Linked DNA regions of Zea mays: region 1 is linked to region 2. Evidence: chromatin contacts called from public Hi-C data. All regions are on one chromosome and are shown on one strand. The core of a region is the stretch at or near the end of the contact, and the rest is flanking DNA. Distances in the headings are between cores, read along the strand shown.

Region 1 (5,401 bases), core at 524-3,023, 140 kb before region 2:
GCCTTCATTAAAATCATAGAAAGGATGTCTATTAAACTATTCTATGAGAGAGATCTAGTTGAGGAAGAAACTCCCGTGGTGTTTTCGGATCATGCGGCAATTAAGGAATTCTGCAGAAAGGTGAGAGCTTACACAAGAAAAATGGACGATGATGCGAACTGCCAAGCCTCGTGATGGTATGTGTGCATTTCTCATTTCCTTTTTAGCCTTCGAACACACTTTGAAATTCTGCTGATCGATGAACCAGAACAAGTGGAAGACCCTGGTTCGCGCTGCAAATATATCCCCGCAGCAGCGATGTAACACCCCAAAAAAACCTTAAATTTGGGATCTAGGGGAAAACATCATCCAAAAAATTAAAATGAAAGTGATTGAATAAAGAAAATGCTCACATGAATTAAAAATACTTTATATTTAGAAATCTTTTCTAAATATTTAAACTAAAGTATTCTTATTAGAGATTATGTTCTCTCAACATAAATAAGTAATAACGATTGGATTTTAAGTTGGATTAAACATTTAAAAGGCTATTTTCTCAAAATAAAACTCTTGTTTGCGAATTGCATATTTAGAAGTATTTCCTAAATATGACAATAAATAAATAATTCCTATAAATATAACTTGCATACCATGCCGAAGTTTGTTTGTGCATTTATGTGTAAATTCAAAACCGAATTTTAAATTGAAAACAGAAATAAAAGAAAATAAAAGAAAAATACCTGTTCTGGGCCGAAACCACTCTTTCTCGGCCCGTTTCCCTTAGAATCCTGTCCGCGCGTCCCAGTCGAATCAGCGTGGCCCAACCTCCTTTTACCTCCCCACGCTAGCCCAACTCAGACTTTCGCCGACAAGTGGGTCCCTAGCGTCGGCCTCACCTCCACCGCTTGCGCCCTTGGACCCCGTATTGGCTACCACACCGACTGGTGGGGCCGCTTTGTCGGCACTTCCCGTGCTCACGTCTAGTTGGCAGCGCTGCTATGTGGGCCAGGTTTGTCAGGTGTTTCGTTTACCACGGCGCAAGCTCGTGTAACCGCCGGCCATGGATCCCAATAACCAACTCTGCAATGCCTAGGTGTTTCTCCTCCGCCCCGAACTAGATCTCCTCAGTTATAAGTATCACGGTCTCCCCTCCCCTTTCTCCCATCGAGTTCATCCCTCGTCCGCAGCATGAGAAAGGAAGCAGAGAGTTGTGTGCCGTGGGAGCCGAGCCGGGAGAGAAGGAGAGACGACGAGCGATTCGCTCGCGGACGTCGTCGTTCAGAGCATGCGTGGAGGCTGAGGAGCATCGCATGCGTGGTTCGCGTCCGAGGAAACTGCTGGGCGCGGGAGGCCTCGATGACCCTAGAACTGCTCGCCGTGGATCCGCCGCACAAGGATGATGGCCACCGTCGTGGTCCCGCATCTCCGTTGTCATCTTGTGTGTGCGGTGTGGTCGAGGATGATCGCCAGATCGTGTGCGAACCCTTCGCGGTGTTGTCGGGCGGAGAAGACCACTATCCCCGTACGAATTGCTCGCCGGAGACAAGGCTCCGCTACAGACCTGCCATGCCGCGTGGGCAGCTAGCTTCGCATTCCCAACCACTGGTGACATACCATGAACCTTATTTGCCAATGTCTCCTCTCCGCGTAGCACGTTTCGGTTGGGGCAAATAGTTACCATAGAGCCGGGTTGCTGTTCACCAGCGTGGGTGCCGCCGCGGTGGGGAGGGCGCCGCCGTGTTTCGGTTGGGTTGGGGAAGAAGAATAGGAGCCGCTGAATCTTAGATGTGTGGCTCTGATTGAAAATGGCGACACATTTGGTGAGGCTTAACCCAGATCGTTGGATCGAGATCCAACCGTCGATATAGGGTACCAGTTCGGTTTAAAAAGGGATTTAATATGAGTCGTTAAGTCGGGATCTGAGGGCTGTAATTGATACCATTTCATAATCCTGCCGATCGGATTTCAGCCACCAAATCGCGATCGTACGGCTGATATAACATGATACCCCTTCGGTCATGGCGTTTTTGTTAAAGTAACCAACCCGCAGTCCACCTCAATGCAAATATCCTCACTGTGTCCAAAACTTTATGAGTTTGACCTGGAACCTTTAGAATATCAAACCCATCGTTCATATTTTATCTAGAAAATATAAAATAAATATAGAAATTTATTTTAGTATAAAATAATTCTAGAATCTCAGAAAATTTATAACTAATCCATTTTAACTCCAAATTTAGTGATTCTCGAACTACGGTTTCATCTCGACGTGTATAATATTATCACACAGTTTGTTTTCATGTTTTAGTGTAATGTTATTATATCCATTATCTAATTATTTGTATGTATTGCTACGACTAGGAGTGAAGTCACGAGGAACCGGAAGTCCAAATTTGAGGAGTCCTTGGATTTGCAAGTATAAGGCAAGTTGTACCCTTGATCACTTTCTTTACTTAATAATGTTTCTGATAATCACCGTAAAATGTTAAGTTAAGCTAATGGAACCTAATAGGTTGCCTAGTTTGTTCACCCTACACCTTGCAAACAAATGATCTATTTGGTAGTCTTGCTATTGCTCTACCTGGTTTTAGGATCAATATTATATCTGAACTATGATCATGCTTTATTATTATTGTTGGCTCAATTATTTTTCATGATAAGATTATTATGTTAATTGGAACATGGAGCGACCACCCAAGAAAACAGTGCTACCACAAGGGTAGAATGGGATACCCTTGGCTGATTAATTAGGAAAGCTAGTGTTAGTTAACCCTTTCTCGAAAGGGGCAAGCTCGGTGGGGAAGTTGTTGGTATAGGGAGGTTCTCGGGACGATCGTACTCCGATGGATTTTCGAACGAGGGATTCCTATATCGCTTCCTTCTGTCTGAAACTGTAGTTGGTTCTCTCATGCTAGTGAAACTTTGGAAAGGCCTCGCAGTGTACCCTCACCTACTCACCTTGAAAGTGTTTAAGGGCCCGACCAACCTGAGGCGACAAAGGGAACATGTCTTGTGGGTAAAGATGTGCAACCTGTGTAGAGTGTAAAACTGGTATATCAGTCGTGCTCACGATCAAGAGCGGCTCAGACCTTCACATGAGTAATTTATAGAATTAAACTTAACATGTCATTTGCATTGCATCGTGGAATTTATTATTAATTGTGATCAATTATTTAGTTGGGCTGGTATACACTTATACTTAGTAATTGCTAATAAAATTTTGAACAATTTATTAAAAGCAATGCTCAGCCTTAACCATTTTGCTTGTTAAGTCTTACACTTTATATGAGTCCTCACCGTAAGTGAGCTCATGCACATTATTCCCCACACTTGCTGAGCGATGAACGTATGTGAGCTCACTCTTGATATAATCACACCAGGTCAAGAATAGGTACCACAAGATGAGAAGCATGAAGGATGCTACAATGAGCCCGGAGAGGTCTAGGCCGTCGTCTCCCAGTCAATTATGGTTGCGGAAGATTGTTGTCGTCATATGATGTAATTATTTAGCTATTTTGTACAGAACCCCTATTATATAATTGTCGGGTACCGTAATTAGGGGTACCCCCAACACTCCTAAACACGGCTCGTAACCACCATCAGCACAAGCTGCAGAGACTGATGGGCACGATTCAGGTCAAGACTTCGTCTACCAAGGGGCGTGATCTCGCCTCGCCCGAGCCCAGCCTCGGGCGGGAACTATAGTCCCGGACGAAGTTACGTCTCGCCCGAGGGCCTCCTCAGGCATTGGACGCACCCTCGGCACGCCCGAGGCCCAACTCGAGCAGGCTTCGTCGAGAAGCAACCTTGGCCAAATCGTCTCTCCAACCGACCGTATCGCAGGCACATTCAATGCGAGGATCGCCTGACACCTTATCCTGACACACGTGCCTCAGTCGGCAAGGTCGAAGTGACCGCAGTCACTTCACCCTTTCGCTGACCGACCTGACAGGAAAACAGCGTCGCTCGCCCCGCTCCGACTGCTGTGCCACCCACCAGGGTGAGGCTGACAACATCCAAGTTCAGCCTCGGGCGCAACAGGAAGCTCGGCCTCGCCCGACCTTAGGCCTCGGCCTCGGAAGGAGGTCTCCGCCTCGCCTGACCCCAGGGCTCGGCCTCAACCTCGGCCTCGGGAGGAATCACGTCCTCACCCGACCCCGGCCTCGGCCTCAAGAGAAGTCTCCGCCTCGCCCGACCTTGGGCTCGGACCGACCGCGCCACGGGAGATACATCATTACCCTACCCCTAGCTAGCTCAGGCTACGGGGGAACAAGACCGGCGTCCCATCTGGCTCGCCCCGGTGACAAGTAATGATGGCTCCCCGCGTGCGTCCATGACGACGGTGGTTCTCAGCCCCCTACGGAAGCAAGGAGACGTCAGCAAGATCCCAGCAGCACCGACAGCTGTGCTTCTACAGGGCTCAAGCACTTCTCCGACGGCCACGTTATCGCCTACGCAGGGCTCAAGCACTTCTCCGACAGCCACGTTGGCATGTACACAGGGCTCAGGCACTTCCCTGCCAGACACGTTAGCGCCTAGCTACACCCCCCATTGTACATCTGGACCCCCTCCTTGCATCTATAAAAGGGAGGTTCAGGGCTTCATGCAAAAGGTCACGCGGGAGAACGAGCTAACGAACAGGCTCACACTCTCTCTCTCGCGAACGCGTGTAACCCCTACTACGAGCACACCCCCCTGGCGCGGGATAACACGAGCCACGTTTCTCCCTTGTGTTCCATCTCGCGCCAACCCATCCGGGCTGGGACACGCAACGACAAATTTACTCGTCGGTCCAGGGACCCCCCGGGGTCGAAACGCCGAAAATAATAAAGATGTGACATTGATTTCTATACTATGAATCATCATATGTGTGAGACTTGATCCTAGCACACATTTGAGACGCGCCCGGGTTTACCCTTAAATCTGGGTGTGACAAGCGAAGAGGCCAGTCAGTTCTAGAAGAACTTCTTGATCGTGTCCTCTTAGCGCAAGCCTACTGGTCCCAGTTAGGGGTGTAAACTATACAGATATTATCCGAGCAGATGACCATCCAAAAAGGCCAATTATCAGGTTAGATAGTTTTTCGGATATCAACAGCATATCCGGATTTTGGATTCGGATCCAGATAGTATAGTTTGGATATCAGATACAGATATGGGATGGTTGATATACCTTGGATTTCGAATATACGGGTATCTTCCCGGATATCCGGATATTTTTCGGATATCAGTGCACATTTTGATGATTTTTAGAAGAAAAAATAATACACAAATAGACTCAGAAATTAATGAAATTTTACGGAGGCGTAATATATGTCCATATATATTCCTCAAAATGTATGGACCATAAAATCCATAAGATGACATCATTTTTCCATTTCAGTTCCACTTGTTACATGAGTTAGATGTGAAATAACTCTAAG
Region 2 (5,339 bases), core at 2,209-4,708:
GAAAGCTAAGAATTCTTGCACTAAGTCCCTAGTGCCGATATACTCCGCGATAACTCTAAATTCAGCCAATGCAATTTGGGTTGGACCCTCTGGTGTCATATTGCACGGGGGTCTGGTCTCTCCGAAGGTCAACTCTAACGGACTCTGGACCAGCTTCTCCTTGTCATCGTCAACTTTTACGTAAAACCATTCAGATTTCCAACCAGCTGGCCACTTGCCTCGGTAACTGATCACTGGAAATTTTGTAGTCTTGCGATAGGCAAAATTGTAGCAGCCAAAGTTTTCATGTAGCCCATCTCCTCTAGCCTTGGTCTGATAATGAAGCTCGTGCACTCAACAGAAACCTTCGGCAAATGGTTCTACCCCTTGGCTTCGGAGAGCCCAAATATAAACGCTAAGCCTAACGATAGCGTTAGGAGTTAGCTGATGAAGGTAGATCCCAAACTTCTTCAGCACATCAGCAATCATCTTGTTCAAAGGGAATCTTAAACCAGCTTTAAAGAAACTTTTAAAGTTCACTACTTCATCTTTTCCTGGCTTCGGAGTAGTTTCTTCCCCACCAAAACGAACCAGCTCTTTCTTTGCCTCACTTAAATAGCCCAAACTCAACATCTTAGACAAGTCACCTTCGGAGATGGTGGATTTTCCGAAATCCAGATGGCTGGGTTTAATTGGCACCGCGCTGCTGTAATCATCTTCGGACTCAGTCTCCTCAACATCAGCCTGCTCTGCTTCAGCGGCAGGGACATCCTCCGATGTTACCAGCCCAGACCGCTTCATCGCTTCGAAAATCGGAACAGTCTCAGTAGCTTCGGTCTCATCTCCCTCACGATCAACCCTGGCAGTGGAACGAACTCTGGCCATTTGATTATGACTTTCTTGAAATTTTTGTTGTTGACTTTTTTTACTTTACCGAAGCTCTTCCTCTTGTGACGAAGCAGAATCAAAAGCGGTGCTTCGTTTGAGCACGATGATTAAGCTTCGGCTATGGCTAATTTTTTGGCAGCAAAACAGTGCAATTGCAATGAATGTTGTGGTAACTTCACACCTACCCGTCTATTTATATAGTGCCGTAGGTGGGAAGGTGAATCGTCAAGGTCTCCCGCAACGAACAAACAGTCACCCTCACTCGTTGAACGGTGGGCCACAGGGTCCGAGAAGGTGAATCGCTGGGGCGCGCGTAACTGCTGCAAGATGGGGTCACCTCGCGCGTGGATTATTTTAATCGTTTCTCACCAACGAGCTCAGGGAAGGTGTTTTTCGGATCTTTGGCATCCCGAAGCCTAGAAGACTTTTTCACGGATCAAGCTCGTTACGAAAAATGATCTAGCACCACGAAGGGGCTACTGTTGGGGGTATGCTTCGTAGCCGAAGATCCTAAAGAAAGAGAACACCTTCCACAGATCCTATCAGGAGCAGCGCCGAAGCTATTACCTATAGAGCTTCGGCATAGTGACAGATCTCAAGACGAAGGGGCGAACCGACTTAAAGATGGATTGACTTAAAGACCCATGATGTTTTGTGTCATTATTGTAATCGATTGTAAAGGACATAAATGTAATTTTACACAGGCTGCGCCCTGTGCCTATAAATAGGTGAACAGTATCCCTGCATTGTTCATGCAATCCTGTAATCGCTAACGCATTACACTGGAATTATTACTTTCTGCCAAGGCGAAGGTATAAACGTATCTGAATATTATGTTTTAATATTTAAGTTCATATTATAAAATATGTGAATAATGTTATTTGTTTCCAATAGATCTTTCTCTAATGTTTAATATTTTATATTTCATTTCGCATTGTTTTATGTCTGACCATGAAGGTATGACCTTCGTGGTAGCCTGCCCGTGGCCTTCGTCCGAAGTTCATTAAATCCTTGGGGAGATAATGCTTCAACGGACGAAGGGCATTATTATTTAACATTTTATGTTGCCTTGTTATTGATTCATAGCATTTGAGAACAAGTCCCCAACAGAAATCATGATGTAGAATATATCCATAACAATTTGGAACATGAGAACATAAAACATATGAATCATATAAATATAATAAGCATATAAACATGGTACATGCATCATGACGGAACAACTGAAAATAAATAGATAGCAACATAAACATCATGACTGTAAAATTAAAAAAACAGATTTGGTATAATACTACATGAACATGCACTAGAAATGTCATGATATGATATTATAGAACAGATTGGATAAATTCATGGCTACATACAAAACAGTAGAGATGAACGTATGAAACATATATAATCTAGAAAACGTAAAACGGTAAGGAGCTAAAATGATCATACCCTCCTATGCGCTCTGAGAATCATGATCCTTGTCCAACTTCTCTTGTCATGTCGTGATGTTCGGGCAGTCGCGTAGACGCTCTCCAAAAACCTAATTGCCGATCCCCCGTGCAAGGTCTCGAACGGCAAGGGCTTCGGAGGCACCTGCCCTCTCGCTCCTCTGTGCGCGTAGAGTTACGAGATGGGAATACCCGTACTTGCTGCTGGACTATGATTCTGAAAGAGTTCTACACTCGTTCCCAAGCGACAGGAGTTCTCCCCTTTTAACCTTTCGCGGAAGAGAAGCTGAAGGCCCGGCCCAGCCCGGCCGCCAGCGGCGGTGCGCGCGTGTGGCACACACTTGTTCGTTTCTTGACTTCTCAAATTAAGTGGAATAATTCTCACCATATAAGTCAAGCCAACGACCCTTGAAATTTCAATATGGTACTATTGATATTATCCACAATTACACAGCATAGAGTTTATTGATTAAATAGACGAAGCCCATAAAAGATCCAACATTTACATGTTTATTACATAATGTTTTATTGCTACTCATGTACTACATATATGCTTTGTTTTGTTACACTAGCTAGTATATCCTTAATTTCAGTCATGCGTCTGCCATTGATCTCACCTACTATTTAAAGCTTCACTGTCTGCTTGATTGGTTGTCCGCATCATCTTATTCTGTATCATCGTGTGCGTTGACTTTATGTGAGCTTCTGTTTGGTTACCTGTACACGAGAGACGTGGTCTGCATGAACAGATGCAACATAAGTTATTTCACTTGCATCTACAGAAGCGCCCAAAACTAGCGTATCCATACCGCCACCCTCGCGGGAGCCCGCGCGCTTATGTGCAGGTATCCAATCAGACTGTTTGTGAACACTATTATCTACAATATAAAATAATATTTTGTATAACTATATGTACGATCTGCTGAACTAGATATTAGCGGCGTATTGTCGAAACAGGCCTGGGCGTCCGGCGATGTAATTGATGCATGATCGGATGCCTGGTTTAGCCCCCGAGCCAGGTTGATGCAAAAGCAATCCTCAGGCCAGGCTCTCGGCGTGCGGAAAATTAAACGCTCCGTGCAGAAGGACGCGCGGATGTATGCCATGTGATAGACTGATAGCTAAAGCTGTTGGTAGTGGACAACCAAACAGCTCTCGCATTCATAGCCTGTCTGCATGAGTACGCGCGTAACTGCTGTTGCAGATGTAAAGCCTGGGGCATTGGCAACTCGCTTTGCCGGTGCGAGCCAGGCCACGTCTAGAAAGGAACGAGTAGTTCGTGCGCGTGACGCCGTGACCGCATGGCGCGCTATCATGGATTCATGGAGCAATGTTGGCCCACGTAGTGAGGCCTTAGGCTATCCGCAGCGGTTCCCTCTAAATTTTTCTCCCTATATCACTTTTCTGGATCACATCATCAATAGTGTATCCCCTACTTTTTCATCTCCCGCAGTGGTTTCCCCTAAATACTCCCCTTATACCCCACTACAATATAAAATATCATTTTCTATACCTACTTTTCATCTACTATCAATTTTTCTTCTACTATTAATTGAAGACGAGCCCACAGGAACAGTGGTAGGGGGAGAGAGCGCGCGCTGCAGCTAGGGGGAGAGAGAGGAGTACCACGGCGTGGGGTGCGCAGTAGAGGGCGGCGCTGCGGGCTCTAGCGTGCGGTTGTAGCCCCCATGCAAGGGAGCGCGCGCGCGAGCGGCAGCCGCTGCGGTCAGCCTTATGTTCTAGCACTTGCCTCCCAGCCCCCGCATGCAGGGCCGGCCCTGAGGGTATATAGGGTATGCAACCGCTCAGGGCCCCTAAGGTTCATAGGGCACCCGTTTATTCAGCTTATATCAAATACATATACGTTACAGATAAATCTCTATTCTCGTTCTTTTGTTGTGTCTCTTTGATTTTATGGCAATCATCCCTTTAAGGTCGTGCAACAGTTTGTTTGGACGAATACTAAATATTGATTGACGTGAGAAGGATGGAAGGTGATGTACACTTGTGCTTGTCGCGTTGCTTAATTCTAGCCTACGCCGACCCTAATAACCTATGTTGTTTAATCATTGTTTAGTTTGTTGAACTTTGTTTTCAAAAAATTGCTCTAATGTATTTAGCTTTGGTTTACCGTGCATTTTAAGGTTTATGTTAGTTTGACAAATTAAAAGTAAAAATATTTGCTCTCAAAAGTCAAACCAAATGCAGAGTTATATTACATAATTTGTATAATTTTACAACTCATAAAATATTGTAACAGTGTCTCCAGTCATATCATTTTGAATAAAATTATGTAAATTATCAACTTCTTTTATTTTTCAGATATTATTTAAAAGTTAAAAAATAGTAGATTTAAATCTTCATATAGAGCCTTCATATAGATTTTCGCTTAGGGCCCCTGAAATGTCAGGACCGGCCCTGCCCGCATGTACTATAATTATTATTGTGGTCTGACATAATGTATGTCGATGTGTTTATTAAAGTCAATTAGTCATATGCACCTGTATTGCTACTGTTTCTATATATCATTTCATTTAATTAAACTCCGTTTGAATAAAACACAAAAATATATGTGTTTAATTTGTTGGTTAAGTGGTTGTGAATGTGAAACCAATAATTAAGATTCAAATCCTTATATATATAATTTTTATCTTAATTTTACATAAAACAAGAAGGGGATATTTAGATCTTTATTAATTAGGTGGCTGTGAATGTGAAGGCAATAACCAAGGTTGTAATCCCAGAAGGAGATGTTTGAAACATGGGTTAAATAATATAAAAACTTTTTTTTGCAAAATGAATTGCGGTGGAAATAAAAACAACTGGTGCTGTACGATAATAGAGACGAAGGAGATTACCATATGTTATTATAAAAATATTGTATATTTTAAAATAAAAACAGATAGAAATTAACGAGAAATCGAAACAGATAGAAATTCGAAGTTAACGTTGTATTCTGCGCCTTTGAGTTAAGCTAGAGAGGAAAAAAAGTTAAACTGTATCAGATCACACCATTGACGAGCCTTTTTGTTT

What was found. Hi-C and Micro-C count contacts between places; a contact is called where the count stands out from the background.
Region 1: a contact with region 2 is called in a Hi-C map of tassel, with 2.2 times the contacts expected there. The contact joins two enhancer-like sites. A contact is called at or near these places in 3 of 25 Hi-C or Micro-C datasets (ear, endosperm and tassel).

Annotation. Positions count from the first base shown.
Region 1 is chr2:79,622,358-79,627,758 of Zm-B73-REFERENCE-NAM-5.0, reverse strand. No RefSeq gene overlaps it. Among protein-coding and RNA genes, the nearest start is that of LOC103646611, 260 kb to the right of the region's middle. Within about 2 kb of position 1,773, at least 18 of the 20 cell types and tissues checked have an H3K27ac peak or open chromatin away from gene starts, as enhancers often do. A contact at or near this core is called in ear and tassel, where this site is marked.
Region 2 is chr2:79,483,965-79,489,303 of Zm-B73-REFERENCE-NAM-5.0, reverse strand. No RefSeq gene overlaps it. Among protein-coding and RNA genes, the nearest start is that of LOC103646611, 120 kb to the right of the region's middle. Within about 2 kb of position 3,458, at least 8 of the 20 cell types and tissues checked have an H3K27ac peak or open chromatin away from gene starts, as enhancers often do. A contact at or near this core is called in ear and tassel, where this site is marked.